Regions from separate parts of the Sus scrofa genome. Here region 2 is linked to region 1. A link is a contact called in public HiChIP or PLAC-seq data. All regions are on one chromosome and are shown on one strand. Each heading gives the region's core, a stretch centred on a gene start, on an enhancer-like site or on the middle of the called end of the contact. The rest is flanking DNA. Distances are from core to core; before and after follow the strand shown. Region 1 overlaps IFT81 (intraflagellar transport protein 81 homolog). Region 2 overlaps ATP2A2 (ATPase sarcoplasmic/endoplasmic reticulum Ca2+ transporting 2).

What was found. HiChIP or PLAC-seq counts read pairs in DNA pulled down with a chosen protein or histone mark.
Region 2: a contact with region 1 is called in an H3K27ac HiChIP or PLAC-seq map of alveolar macrophages. The contact joins two enhancer-like sites. A contact is called at or near these places in 4 of 47 Hi-C or Micro-C datasets (embryonic fibroblasts, fibroblasts and omental adipose tissue) and 1 of 2 datasets of contacts at active chromatin or transcription factors (alveolar macrophages).

What each region holds. Positions count from the first base shown.
Region 1 is chr14:31,502,166-31,508,680 of Sscrofa11.1, forward strand. The region is part of intron 2 of IFT81 (intraflagellar transport protein 81 homolog); the gene reads left to right. Among named protein-coding and RNA genes, the nearest start is that of P2RX7, 29 kb to the left of the region's middle. Within about 2 kb of position 1,481, at least 12 of the 83 cell types and tissues checked have an H3K27ac peak or open chromatin away from gene starts, as enhancers often do. A contact at or near this core is called in alveolar macrophages, where this site is marked.
Region 2 is chr14:31,691,748-31,698,319 of Sscrofa11.1, forward strand. It overlaps ATP2A2 (ATPase sarcoplasmic/endoplasmic reticulum Ca2+ transporting 2), which reads left to right. Exons shown (of 20, transcript NM_213865.1): 5 at 1,138-1,276. Among named protein-coding and RNA genes, the nearest start is that of ATP2A2, 20 kb to the left of the region's middle. Within about 2 kb of position 3,179, at least 2 of the 83 cell types and tissues checked have an H3K27ac peak or open chromatin away from gene starts, as enhancers often do. A contact at or near this core is called in alveolar macrophages, where this site is marked.

The DNA.
Region 1 (6,515 bases), core at 231-2,730:
CACCCCTAGCCTGGGAATTTCCATATGCCGCAGGTGTGGCCATAAAAAGAAAAAAGTAAAGGAGAGAAAAGGAGAGGAGAGAAGAAAAAAAAGAAAAGAAAAGGAAAGAATTAAATGAAATAATATACCTAGCCAGGACCTGGCACATAGCTGTGCTTAGAAATGGGTTTGAACCCAGATCAAGAGGATTTCAAATCCTGAGGCCTCCAGGAAGAAAATGGTTTACAGCAGAGTCTGAGGGCTTTCATGGTGGAGAGGCCTGCAGTCTAGCCTGACACAGGCTATCCTATACTCTCCTCTATTTATGTTTTTAAGACCATACTTTGTTTACATACTAACATTAAGCAGGGGGATTAGAGTGTGAATGCTAGCTTTTACCAAGTGACTTCAGGCAGATTTCTTAATCTCTTTGAACCCAGTTTGTGCTTTAGAATTGTGGACAGGATTTAAGATGATATATGTGTCATAGGAGAATTGACAGATAATGGATATGAGTGACACTGGCATGTGGTAGCGGCTCAAAAGATTTCCCTCTTTCATTGTTTCATCATACGTCTGCCCAGGAAATACCATTTGGGGCATTAAAAACCCCACAAGATTACCTTTAATCATGTCTTCAACACAATTTGCCATGATGTTTTGCTTTGTTTTGGTTTTTGGTGGCAGGTAGAATGTGGGCTTTGGAGTCTCATGTGAGAGTTGAGATCCAGGTTTTTGTACTTACTAAGGCTGTTGGACTTGGGGCAAGTGTCTTAACTTCTCTGAGCTTTAGTTTCCAGGCCCACCTTACAAAGCAGTTGCAAGGATCTGAGATCATTTTTGTCTTTTATTTATCTTTTTTCTTTTTAAGGCTGCACCTGTGGCATGTGGAAGTTCCCAGGCTGGGGGTTAAGTTGGAGCTGAAGCTGCCGGCCTACGCTACAGCCACAGCAACGCCAGATCAAAGCCTCCTCTGTGACCTACACCACAACTCACAGCAATGCCAGATCCTTAACCCACTGAGCAAGGCCAGGGATCGAACCCCCATCCTCATGGATACTAGTCGGGTTCTTAACTGGCTGAACCACAATGGGAAGTCCTGAGATCATTTTTGTAAAGCCCCCAGCACCCAACAGGACTCTTAGTCTCAGGGCTGATGGCAGCCACCTTGGTATGAAGAAAAGGACAGGAAGTCCAAGCAGTTTGGGTGGTGAGGGAAGAACAGGAGAGAAAAATTCCTGTCAAGTGATCTAGAAAAGCTCCTGAGAGCCTAGCAAGAGTGAAGCCATAAATGAGTATTTCCAGTCCTGACTTTTCTCCCTTTGGAAAGAGCTAAGAATCAAGAGTCCCAAATGCACTGTCCAAGCCTAGATCCATATCCTTGGGCAAGTCCTTTTCCCTCTCTTTGAGCGTCTGTTTCCTGGGGTACCTCTCCAAGGACCCTCTCTTCTCTGCATCCATCTGTAGCACCGCTACTGACCAGTAGAGGGTAGCGAAGAACCAACATTCACTAGGAGGCCCGTTCCTCCAAGTCTAGTTATGTTGGCCATGTTGCTCTTGTCTGACCAGGAAGGAGGAAATTGTGGTGAAGTAATAGTAGCAGTATGTTTCTTTTTTTCAAAGGGCCTTATTTTCTCCTCAATGCACAGTTGGAATGAGGAATGAGGTCTTGCCGCAGTATACAAATGAGGAAGCAAAACCTCAGAAGCATAAGAAGCTTAACAAGACCGCATATAAACAATCAACAGACAATTTTGGTCACACCGCATCCTAAATTTAGAACATTCCAGTGCTGGGAATGGCATTGCTTTTGCCTTGTCTGCTCAGTATCAATAACCCATTACTTACTTTATGGTTTATGAAGTATTTTCTGATCCTCAATGTCAGGGGCTTCTCATCTTATTCTCCCAGCTTACAGATGAGCAAACCGAGGCTTCTAGAGGTTATACCATTTGGCCTTGAATTTTCTTTTCTTTTCTTTCTCTTTTTCTTTCTTTCTTTTTTTTTTTTTCTTTCTTTCTTTCTTTTTTCCTTTCTCTCTCTCTCTCTCTCTCTCTCTCTCTCTCTCTCTCTCTCTCTAGGGCTACAGCTGCAGCATATGGAAGTTCCCAGGCTGGGGGTTACATTGGAGCTGCAGCTGCTGGCCTATGCCCCAGCCACAGCAATGCCAGATCTGAGCCTAGTCTGTGACCTATACCACAGCTCATGGCAACGTCAGTTCCTTAACCCACTGAGCAAGGCCAGGGATCAAACCTGCATCCTTGTGAATACTAGTCAGGTTTGTTACTGCTGAGCCACGATGGGAATCCATGGCTTAGCATTTTTCTTAATCAGCTCTGTCTTAGAAGTAACGTTAGTTTAACTATAGGACTTGGTATTTTGCAGCAGTTTTCATATGATGGGACATAGCAGGTTCGAATCCAAATGTTGCTCTTATTTGTGAAAGAAATTAAGCTCCTCCCCTGTTTCAACATCTGCATAAGTTCCCAGCAATTCCTTGTGGAGCTAGAATAGTTTAGATCACCAGTGGTACTCCAAGGGGACTATCAAGTGACACACCTGGTCCTAGCTCCAGATTCTGATACCCACTCTCAACCACCCAGATTATCACTGTTTTTGATGGTCATTTTATTTGTGTGTGTGTGCAATGTCTTTAACAGACCCCCAGATCGGTTAAGGTGCTGTAACAGAAAGGCACAACTCAAATTAGCTTAAACACTTAAACATTAAGGAAAACCTTACTTCATATAACAAGTCAACTCCAAAGTGGCACATGCAGCAACTCAACAGCATCAGCAGACTTATCCTGCCCCAAATGTCAATAGTGCTGAGGTTGGAGTTCCCGTCGTAGCTCAGTGGTTAACGAATCCGTCTAGGAACCATGAGGTTTCGGGTTCTATCCCTGGCCTTGCTCAGTGGGTTGGGGATCTGGCGTTGTTGTGAGCTGTGATGTAGGTCGCAGACCTATACAATGCAGCTTGGATCCTGCATTGCTGTGGCTCTGGTGTAGGCCAGCAGCTACAGCTCCAATTAGCCCCCTAGCCTGGGAACCTCCATATGCCGTGGGAGCAGCCCAAGAAATGGCAAAAAGACTATATATATATAGTGCTGAGGTTGAGAAACCCTGGATTAGATGGATCAGGCAGCGGGGCTGGCATTGGCTTCAATGAAGCACATGCAATGAGGATGAGGCAGAGGACACCACACACAACTGGGGTTTGGAGAGTCTGAAAGAGGAAAGGAGGACTGGCTTTGGGGAAGAGAATCCACAGTCTCTGTTATAAGCCCTTGATGCTGTTAATTTAGCTCCCACTTGGATATATCAGAATCAACACTTGGTCCCTTACCCTCACCTTGCTTATAGTCCAGATGTTTAAACCAGACTTGCATGATTTCCTTTTTTCTATTATCTCTTTTTAAAAATTGTAACAAAATATTGATAAGAATAAAGTCACAATGACTCACGATCCATCAAGACAGCTACCACTAACTTGTTTGTTTATTTCCTTCTAAACTAGATCCTGATTTCTAATTATGGAAATGCATGTAAAGTATCTCCTCATTCATTCATTCAACAGCAATGGAGCTGAGTGCGTGCGTGCGTGCGTGTGTGCGTGTGTGCGTGCGTGTGTGTCTGTGTGTCTGTGTGTGTCTGTGTATCTGTGGTTTATATTCTCACTGTATTAGGAGTTCCCAGAAGAACAATTTGATTGTTGAAACTGGAATAGTCAAAAACAGTGATAATCTTGGTGGTTAAGGGTGGGTATCAGAATCTGGAGCTGGGGACAGGGGTATCATTTGATAGTCTGCTTGGAGTACCACTGCTGGTCTAAACTATTCTAGTTCCACAATCAGAATGGTTGAATAGGAGAGGCTTGACCTGGGTCTTTTTATTTTATTTTTATTTTATTGAAGTAGAGTTGAATTATAATGTTATGTTAGTTTCAGGCATACAGCAAAGTGGTTCAGTTATATATTGACCTGGGTGTCTTGAATGAGAAAAGAAGGTATGAGGGTGGCCTTCCAATAAGAGGGTAGGAATGTGGGGGGTGGGAGTAGAGAAGACAACGGGTGCATATTGTAAGGTGGTGAAGAAGATTCTAGGTGTAACAGGTATCTGGGTTTTTTGGCCTGTCCAGAATTCATCCCCCTTCTAATAACTACATCCAGTTCTCTTCTGGGGAGTCACTCCTTCTCCGTTATCAACCCTCAACCCTTACCCCCACCCTTTCATCTGGAGGTGGTCACATGACCGAAACTGACCACTCAAAACACCACATCCCTCTGGCCAGTGATTGGCTCACGGGTGGGCACATAACTAGATCAGACCAATCAGGATCAGTGAGACTCAACTATATTTATTGGGAACGTCTGGAAAGAAAAGCTCCTTTTCCATTAGATTTGAAACTAATAGCTTAAAATATTTCAAGGAAAATGAGCCCTTTTGCTTAAAGGATGCCAGCGTGGCTTTGCTGCCCACCACATCACCAGTGCCTTTTCCATCTCCTTGCCTTAAGTTGAATGCCACTCTGGGTAACACTTCCCTGATGACATGGTAGCGGTGGAGCGCACCACTCAGAACTCCTTCAATAGAGTCTGCTTCGATAAGCCTGGCTGCCTGACAGCCTCACTCCCACTCCTCTGGGTCCACCAAGTTCATGCTGAGGTCATACCTCCCGGGCTGCTCGCAGCCAATGACAGAGCACAGTGGGAGTACTAGTGTAGCATCCCTGCTTCCCAACCTAGAATTCCTCTTATAGCTGACTGTGGCTGGGGAATCCCCTTCAGCATAGCCAAAACTCTTAGAACTGTGCCACTGTCCAAGGCTCTTCCTATCACATCCTTCCTTCCCCCTCTCCTTCCAAGGTATCAGACCAGCAGCACAGTCTGAACAGTCTCCTGCCTACCCCCACTCCCTTCCTCTTTATCCTCCAAAGGCATAAATAAGTAAATCCTAAGTAAATCTCTTGCAAGTGGATGCCCATCTTGGCATCTGCTTCTCGGAGGATCCGTACTAGCACAGTTGACTTCCATCTTGTGAAATGAGCTAATGAGGTCTTAGCCATCCAAACCTACAGGCATCTGTTGCCTAGGAAATGGGGTTTTACACTGTAATGGTTAGGCCCATGGGCTTTGGAATCAGAATGACCAGGGTATGAGCCCTACTTGCCAGTGGTATGATCTTAAGGAATTTTTATAACCTGCCCTGAGTCTCTACTTCCTCATCTATTGAAAAAGTGATGCTCAACCAGAAGTGATATTTGTCCCCCAGGGACATTTGGCAATGTCTAGAGACAGTTTTTGGTTGTCACAACTGAGGAACTAAAGGGAGAGGAGTTATTGCTATTGATGCCTAGCGGGTAGAGGCCAGGAATATTGCTAAATATCCCTCAGTACACAGAGCAGCCCCTCCCAACACACACACACACACACACACACACACACACACCCCAGAACAAAGAATGATCCAACCCAAAATGTCCATAGCACTGAGGTTGGAAAACCCCAGTTCAAAAAGCTGTTGTTAAGATCCAATAGGATCACTTGTACAATAGCTGTCATTTCTGCTCCCCTTCCTCCTTGTAAACTCCACACTGGCAAGGACTGGATAACTCTGAATTAATATTCAGTGTCACTAATGACTAGACCATAGAAGGTACTAAATAACTTATTATGAATTGAAATATTTATCAATAAGTGCAAATCAACAAATGGTAACTCTTATTATTATTATTATGACTGTTACCATCGTCATCATCACTGTCTTTCCAGACCCTGGCTCAGTGCACAGGACATAACTGGTCTTCAATATTTGTTGAATGAAGGAATGAATGAGAAATGAAGGGGTAGTTACTCATTAACCACTAATTTATGTGCCTTGGAGAAATATTGGAAACTCTTGGGAAACAGGCCCAGTCTTTCTTTTTTTTTTTTTTTTTTTTTTTTTTTTTGCTGAGAGGAATCTTGTTCGTCAAAGAAATGACTTGAGAGGATTGAGACCTCGGCCAAAGCCAGAGTCAGGAACCTGACTCAAAGTCATGTAGAGTTTAGGACACACATCTTGCTTGGCTTAGGCAAAAAAGGAAAACGGGCCAGGTTTTGTGCGAACTTGCTGTGAAACAAGAGCTGTTTTCAGGGCCCAGGAACACGCTCTGTCCCATGTTTAATTTCTTCCATCTGTCTGGTATCTGCCCTCCGCTGCCCTCTAAGCCATTGCCACACATTGTCTGCGCACACTCCCATATAAGGTGATCTCTCTCTCTCTTTCTCTTCCTCTCTTCCCCTCTCGCTCTCTTTCTCAGGGTTGGACTGCAGCAGCACTTCCTCCACCCTGCGCTCCCTCACTTGGCCTTCTCTGGCAGGCTCTGCTGTGAGGATGGATGGCTGGGGAGCGGGAAGGGGCAAGGGGCTGCCAAAGAATGTGGCAGGTTTATTTTTGTTCGAGCTGCATTCTTTGCCAGGTCTGCAGGCCCCGGCCACTTGGGGATGTCACATGCCGATAAGGCAGTGGGGGGTGACTGAGACCTGTGGCTCAA
Region 2 (6,572 bases), core at 1,929-4,428, 190 kb after region 1:
TTCACAACAGATCATACTATTTACAACAAGGGGAGAAATGAGATCACATAACATTAAGCAGAAATTTCATCCAAGATTAAATTAAATTTTTCCCTTATATTGAAGGAAAAAAGTATGAGAGAAATAATTATTTTCCTTGTTCATTAAGTAACCTCATCTGGGCATGTGCTTTGTAGACTTGCTTCTGACTCCTAATTGCTTATTTTTTAAAAGGAGAGAAGATGGGAGGGAGTACTGCTGTGGAACAGCATGTTAGGGATCGGGCGTTACTGTAGCTATAGCTCAGATTGATGCCTGGCTCAGGAATTTCTATATGTGGCAGCTGCGGCCAAAAAAAAGAGAGGAGATAAATTGAACACAAGCTTTTCCTTTTTTTCCCCTCCCCTCTAGAGGAACTTTCCCTCAGCTTTTTTTTCCTCCTCTAATATGACTCATTTAGATTCTACATCTTATTTTGAAATTAGGAAAGAAATTCTGTGTGACTAAGTCTTGACACATTCATATATGATATTATGGTAAAATGATATGTGGCTGGCAGTGTTTCCAGCTATTCCAGTCTTTTCCACTGGAGAGAGATTTAGAATTTTTTGAGACGTAACTTGATTTTCTTAATTCGTCACTCAAAGCATTTGCTATTTGCCAAAACAGACTAAGCAGTTACGTATAGCTTGTGACTTACAACCCTCGAGGGTAGGTACTGTTAGTGTCCTGGTTCTGTGTATAAACCTGTGTGTTGTGTAAGTTATTCATAGTCACATAGCTGTTGAGTGGAAAAGCCTGGGGGGAGACAGGATTGATTTAATGCTGTGAATGTATTTGGCTAAAGGTGAGGGCCATGTTGTATAGTGTGCTTAGGGACAGCAGGTTCTGTAACTACTTCTCTACACTGATTTTATCTCCTTACCCTTCTTAGGGTGCTTATTTTTTTCATTTTTAATACAGAATCATAAAGGTCTCTTGTTTACTGCCTTAAGATGTGAATCATTTACTACAAATGTCATTAATAAGAATCTCTTGTATCTTTTTTTTCCCTTAAAGTTTAGGTTAAGACTCTAAAAATTTGATTCCTAGGGCTGGAAATACTTGGCAGTGGCAGGCTGTGTTTACTACTTTTATCTTTTGTTTTCTTCTTTACAGGAAAGGAATGCAGAAAATGCCATCGAAGCCCTTAAGGAGTATGAGCCTGAAATGGGCAAAGTGTATCGACAGGACAGGAAGAGTGTACAACGAATTAAAGCTAAAGACATAGTTCCTGGTGATATTGTAGAAATTGCTGGTGAGTTGAGTTTGTCATTTTTGTTTTATTTTAGGTTGTATATCTGAATGTAGTCCTTTTCTCGAGGCTCATAATTGTTTTAAAAGTTAAGCTCTTATGAATCAATTGTATTAACAGATTAGTGCCATCCAAACAAATCAGGTTTTCTGTAAAATTATTTTTAAATATTTTGGCACCTCTCTTCATGTGGTTATGGTGTTTTTTTCTTTTTTTTAAACAAGGTGTTTTGAATTATTGTACTTACTGCTTTTACTATAGTAGTTGTAGAATATTAGTGCTAGTGAAATAATGAACTTAATCTGACAGTTGTAGTGAGCAGTTTGTTAGAATACTAATTAGTGGCTACTTCGTTTTTCCTGTTTTGACTGTTGGCACAAGTACTAAGTCTAACTTGCAACTGTGAAAGTAAGTTGATGGTTAAGGGTAATTTCATGACTAAAAGCTCTATTTAAAAATACTTATATGGCCTAGGGTTTCTACTTGGGCTTTACAAGTTAGGGAATCCACTGCAAGGCCAGAGCTCTACACAAACCTCGCAGAAGTCCATACCCTCCCTGCCAGTGTTTTCAGGCAGTCTAGAATGCCCCTGGAGCCAGTCAGAAAAGTCTAATCTTGTTGCTGGGGAATCATTACTTTGGGTTATTCAAATCATGGTTTTTCATACCCTCCTGAACTCAGAATACTTGTTTTCTTTTGAATTGTCTCATAGTAATACTTACCCTGACTTGTGGGGAAGGTGTGCTTTGTCTTTATTGTCTTACTCATTTTAATGAAGAGAACTCAGCTGCATCTCTTGACCTGTGCTGTGCAGTTTTGGCCTCCGAAAGTAAATTACCGTGTGATAGGTATTCTTTTATTCTTAATTTTTGTCATTGTTCTTCCAGAAGAGTAGTGTTGCCTGTATACCAACATACTGACTACTTAGGACTACAAAGTTTGTGCAAGTGACCTAAGAGCTTGCTTAGTAGTGTGAACAAAAGTAACAGAGACCAAAAGTAATAATAATAATAATGGGGGGAGGGGAAGAATAATGAGGGAAAGATTGTGAATTTATGAATAGGGGGGGGGGTCTTTTTAGGGCTGCCCCCGCGGCATGTGGAGGTTCCCAGGCTAGGGGTCCAATTGGAGCTGTAGTTGCCAGCCTACACCACGGAAACAGCAACACCAGATCCGAGCCACTTCTGCAACCTACACCATAGTTCAGGGCAATGCCAGATCCTTAACCCACTGAGCGAGGGCCCAGGGATTGAGCCCGAGTCCTCAGGGATGCTAGTCAGATTCATTTCCACTGAGCCATGACAGGAACTCCTTGAATGGTGGTTTTTAAGCAGGGTGCACATCAAAATCATCTGGGGGCACTTATGAGAAGTTTTTACCAGATTTCAAACCAAAATATTAACTCTGAATCTCCTTTAGCCATGGAATTATGGCCATGTATAATCTGAAAAGTGAACCTCAGATTTAGGTGTTAAACAACATGTTTTGGTAACTAAATGGATATGGGGGTGGGTAAGTAGGGTGTAGAATCAAAGATACTGACAGGATTTCTAGTTTAGCTGACTGGGTGGTGATGGATAGTTTGTCTTTGCACAAGTATTATGTGGTACATGCGGTTGCAGATCACCTAAATATTGCACTAGATTCTGTTTGTATGCTTCCATTTCTCCAGCTTGGAGTGGTAATATACATTCAGCCTCTCAAAGATGTTATAAGAATTGGTATGCTAGTTGGGCTATTTCAGTGTATTATATCTGTTTGAAAACTTAGAGAAATTACCCCCAAAGCATTTATCCTTGGTTTGCATCAGTAGATGGCAGTGGTTTACAGCATCAGAGGAAAAAATGTAAGCTTGACCCTCAAGGAATCCTCTTCCTCTTCCCTTTTGAAGAAGTGAAGCAAGACCAGCTTTTCTTCAGTGGAAGTGGTTTTGGTTTCTCTTTTCCTCTGGATTCTGTTTCTCTCTGGCCTTTCCCATCTCAGTAAATTTCTTTCCTTTTTTTTTTTTTTTTTTTAGGGTTTTGTTTTGTGTTGTTCTTAGTTTTTTAAAAAAAAATTTTTTCTTTTTAGGGCCACACCTTCAGCATATGGAGGTTCCCAAGCTGGGGTTGAACTGGAACTGTAGCTGCCAGCCTCCACCACAGCTCACAGCAACGTTGGATCCTTAACCCACTGAGCAAGGCCAGGGATCGAACCTTCATCCTCTTGGATACTAGTCACATTCGTTTCTACTGAGCCATGAGGGGAACTCCCCATCTCAGTAAATTTCTAACCCACCTAGTTAACAAGAGAATGCACACTTCTAACAGTGGCAAAGCTTTGGTTATAATCTGGACCTACCTGACTACTCTGGCCCAGTGTGAAATTCCGTTCCCTATATGTAGTGTTTTATATGTTTCATTTAAGAGTTGAGCAAAGACAGATATTGATTGATTCATAGCGTGTGTGACATAGAAGTAGTATCCCTTTCTTATTTTATTTGTGGATGTTACGGTAAAATATACGTAACATAAAGCTTACCATTTTAACCTTTGTGTGTGAAAGTCCCTAGGCCCTGCACCACAAGGGAACTCCCACTTTAGCCATGTTTAAGGTATAGTTCTGTGGCATTAAGTGCATTCACACCATTGTGCCGCTGTGTCTACAGAACTTTTTCATCTTCCCAAACTGAAACTTTTTCCACTGAACAGTAATTTTCCTTTACCTCCTACCTCTAGGTCCTGGCAACCACTGCCTTTCTTTTAATATTCAAAAAAACACATTAAAAGATGAGTTTAGGAGTTTCTACTGTGATTCAGTGAGTTAATGATCTGGCTTATCTCTGGCATTGCCAGTTGGATCCCTGGCCCAGCGCAGTGGGTTAAGGATCCAGCGTTACTACAGCTGTGGTGAAGGTCACAGATGTGTCTCGGATTTGATCCCTGGCTAAGGAACCGCCAAGTGCGGGTAAAAAGGAAAAAAAAAAATAAAAGAGAAGTTTAAATCCCTCACCTTAGATGAATATACTTAATACTCATAGTAAGTATTCTAAGCAGTACAAATAATATAAACCCATTCCACTGTCACCTATTTCTTTTCTTTCTTTCTTTCTTTTTTCTTCCTTTTTTAGGGCCACACCCACGGCACATGGAAGTTCCCAGGCTAGGGGTCGAATTCGGGCTACAGCTGCCAGCCTACACCACAGCCACAGGAATGCCAGATCCAAGCTATGTCTGTGACCTACACCATAGCTCATGGCAGCACCGGATCCCCTACGCACTGAGTGAGGCCAGGGATCAAACCCTCATCCTCATGGATGCTACTCAGATTGTTTCCGCTCCACCACAACGGGAACTCCCCACTTTCACCTATTTCTTCACCTTTGTGAGGTGTCTGACAGGTCCTGATAATTAACCGTTTTTTCCTCTGTTGCTTTCCCCACTGTATACTAGTTGCTAACATCATATGCAGTGCTTGGATGTTGGGTTCTTGAATACTACTCTTTCTTGAATATTCTGAGGGATGCTGAACAGAAGTGATATCTAGTTTTAGATAGATATGAAAATTTTTATTAAACGTTGTTGTCAATGAGCACCCTAAGGGTACAGCTGTGTCACATTGACTGCTGTAATCTTGCTGAGCATGTAGCAAGCTCTCAGTAATAAATGAAACTTACAGCTTCACAGAAGTGTGGAATAGGTTAGCAAATGTGAACCTGCTTATTGTGCAACTTGTGTGCAGAACAGATAATTTGAAATCTCTTTGTGAGTTCAGTAATAGCTAAGCTTTAAGCGTGTGCTAGATCCAGTGATAAGCTTGATAGTGCTTGGTTTTTAACCATCAGCCACTTTTTTTTTTTTCTTGCTTTTTAGGGCTACACCTGCAACATATGAAGGTTGCCAGGCTGGGGTCTCATCGGAGCTACAGCTGCCGGCCTACACCATAGCCACAGCAATGCAGGATCCGAGCCGCGTCTGCAGCCTACACCACAGCTCAGGGCAACGCTGGATCCTTAACCCACTGAGCGAGGCCAGGGATCAAACCCACAACCTCATGGTTCCTAATCAGATTCGTTTCTGCTGAGCCACCGCGGGAACTCCCCATCAGCCACTCTTTAGTTGTGTACTGTTACTCAAATTTTACAATTGAAACTCTCACATACTTCTTGTGGTTTGTTGCTTCTGTCTTCATCTGCAGTTAATTTGGTAGAGAATATACAGTATACTTAGTAAATGTACACATAAGTGTATTTGTCATATTTCAATTTGTTGGTGGCTCAGTTCACAATTTTTTAAAAGCAGCTACAATGAGATGTAATTCACATGCCATAACATTCTCTCCTTTAAAGTGTGTGATTAAGTGGTTTTTAATATAGTCAGAGTTGTGCAATGATTATCAACTAATTTCAGAACATCTTTATCCTCTAAAAAAAGAAACCATGTACCCATTAGTAATTACTTCCCCTGCCCTCCTTTTCCCAGTCCTTGGCAACCACAATTTATTTTTTTTTTTAGGGATTTGTCTGTTCTGGACATGGCATATAAACGGAATCAGTCATACAATATAAGAATAGCTGGCCTTTTGAGACTGGCTTCTTTCACTTAATGTATTGTTTTCAGTACTTATCTATGTTGTAGCATATGTCATACTTCATTCATGTGTATACTGTATTCTTCTTTATGGTACAATAATTCTCCATTGTTTAGATGTGCTACATTTTATTCATTCATCAGCTTGTGGATATTTGGGTTGTTTTCCTCTTGTACAATTTTCCTGTGAACGTAGGCTTTCACTCTCTTAGGTATATATACCTAGGCATGGAATTGTGGGACTTGTTATGACTCTATGTTTAACATTTTGAGTGACTTCCTGACTGTTTCCCAAAGTGATTGCAGCACTTTACATTTCCACTAGCAACGTATGTAGATTGTGCTTTCTTCACATCCTCATCATTTGTCTTTTTTAATTTTAGCCATGGGAGTTCCCACTGTTGTGCAGTGAGTTAATGATCCAGCTTGTCTGTGGTATTGCCAGCCTGCCGCAGTGGGTTGAGGATCTGGCGTTGCCGAGGCTGTGGCTCAGACTCGATCCTGGCCTGGGAACTTCCATATGCCTTGGTGCAGCTGAAAAAGGCGGGGGAGTCTTTTTCGCCATGAAGTAGTACCTCATTCAGACTTTAATTTATACTTACCTGATTTCCTGATGATGTTGAACATCTTTCCATGTGCGTATTTTCCACTAGTATGTCATCTTTGAGAAGTTCCTTTTTAAATCGGCTGATCATTTTAATTGGGTTGTAAGAGTTCTTTATGTGTCGTGG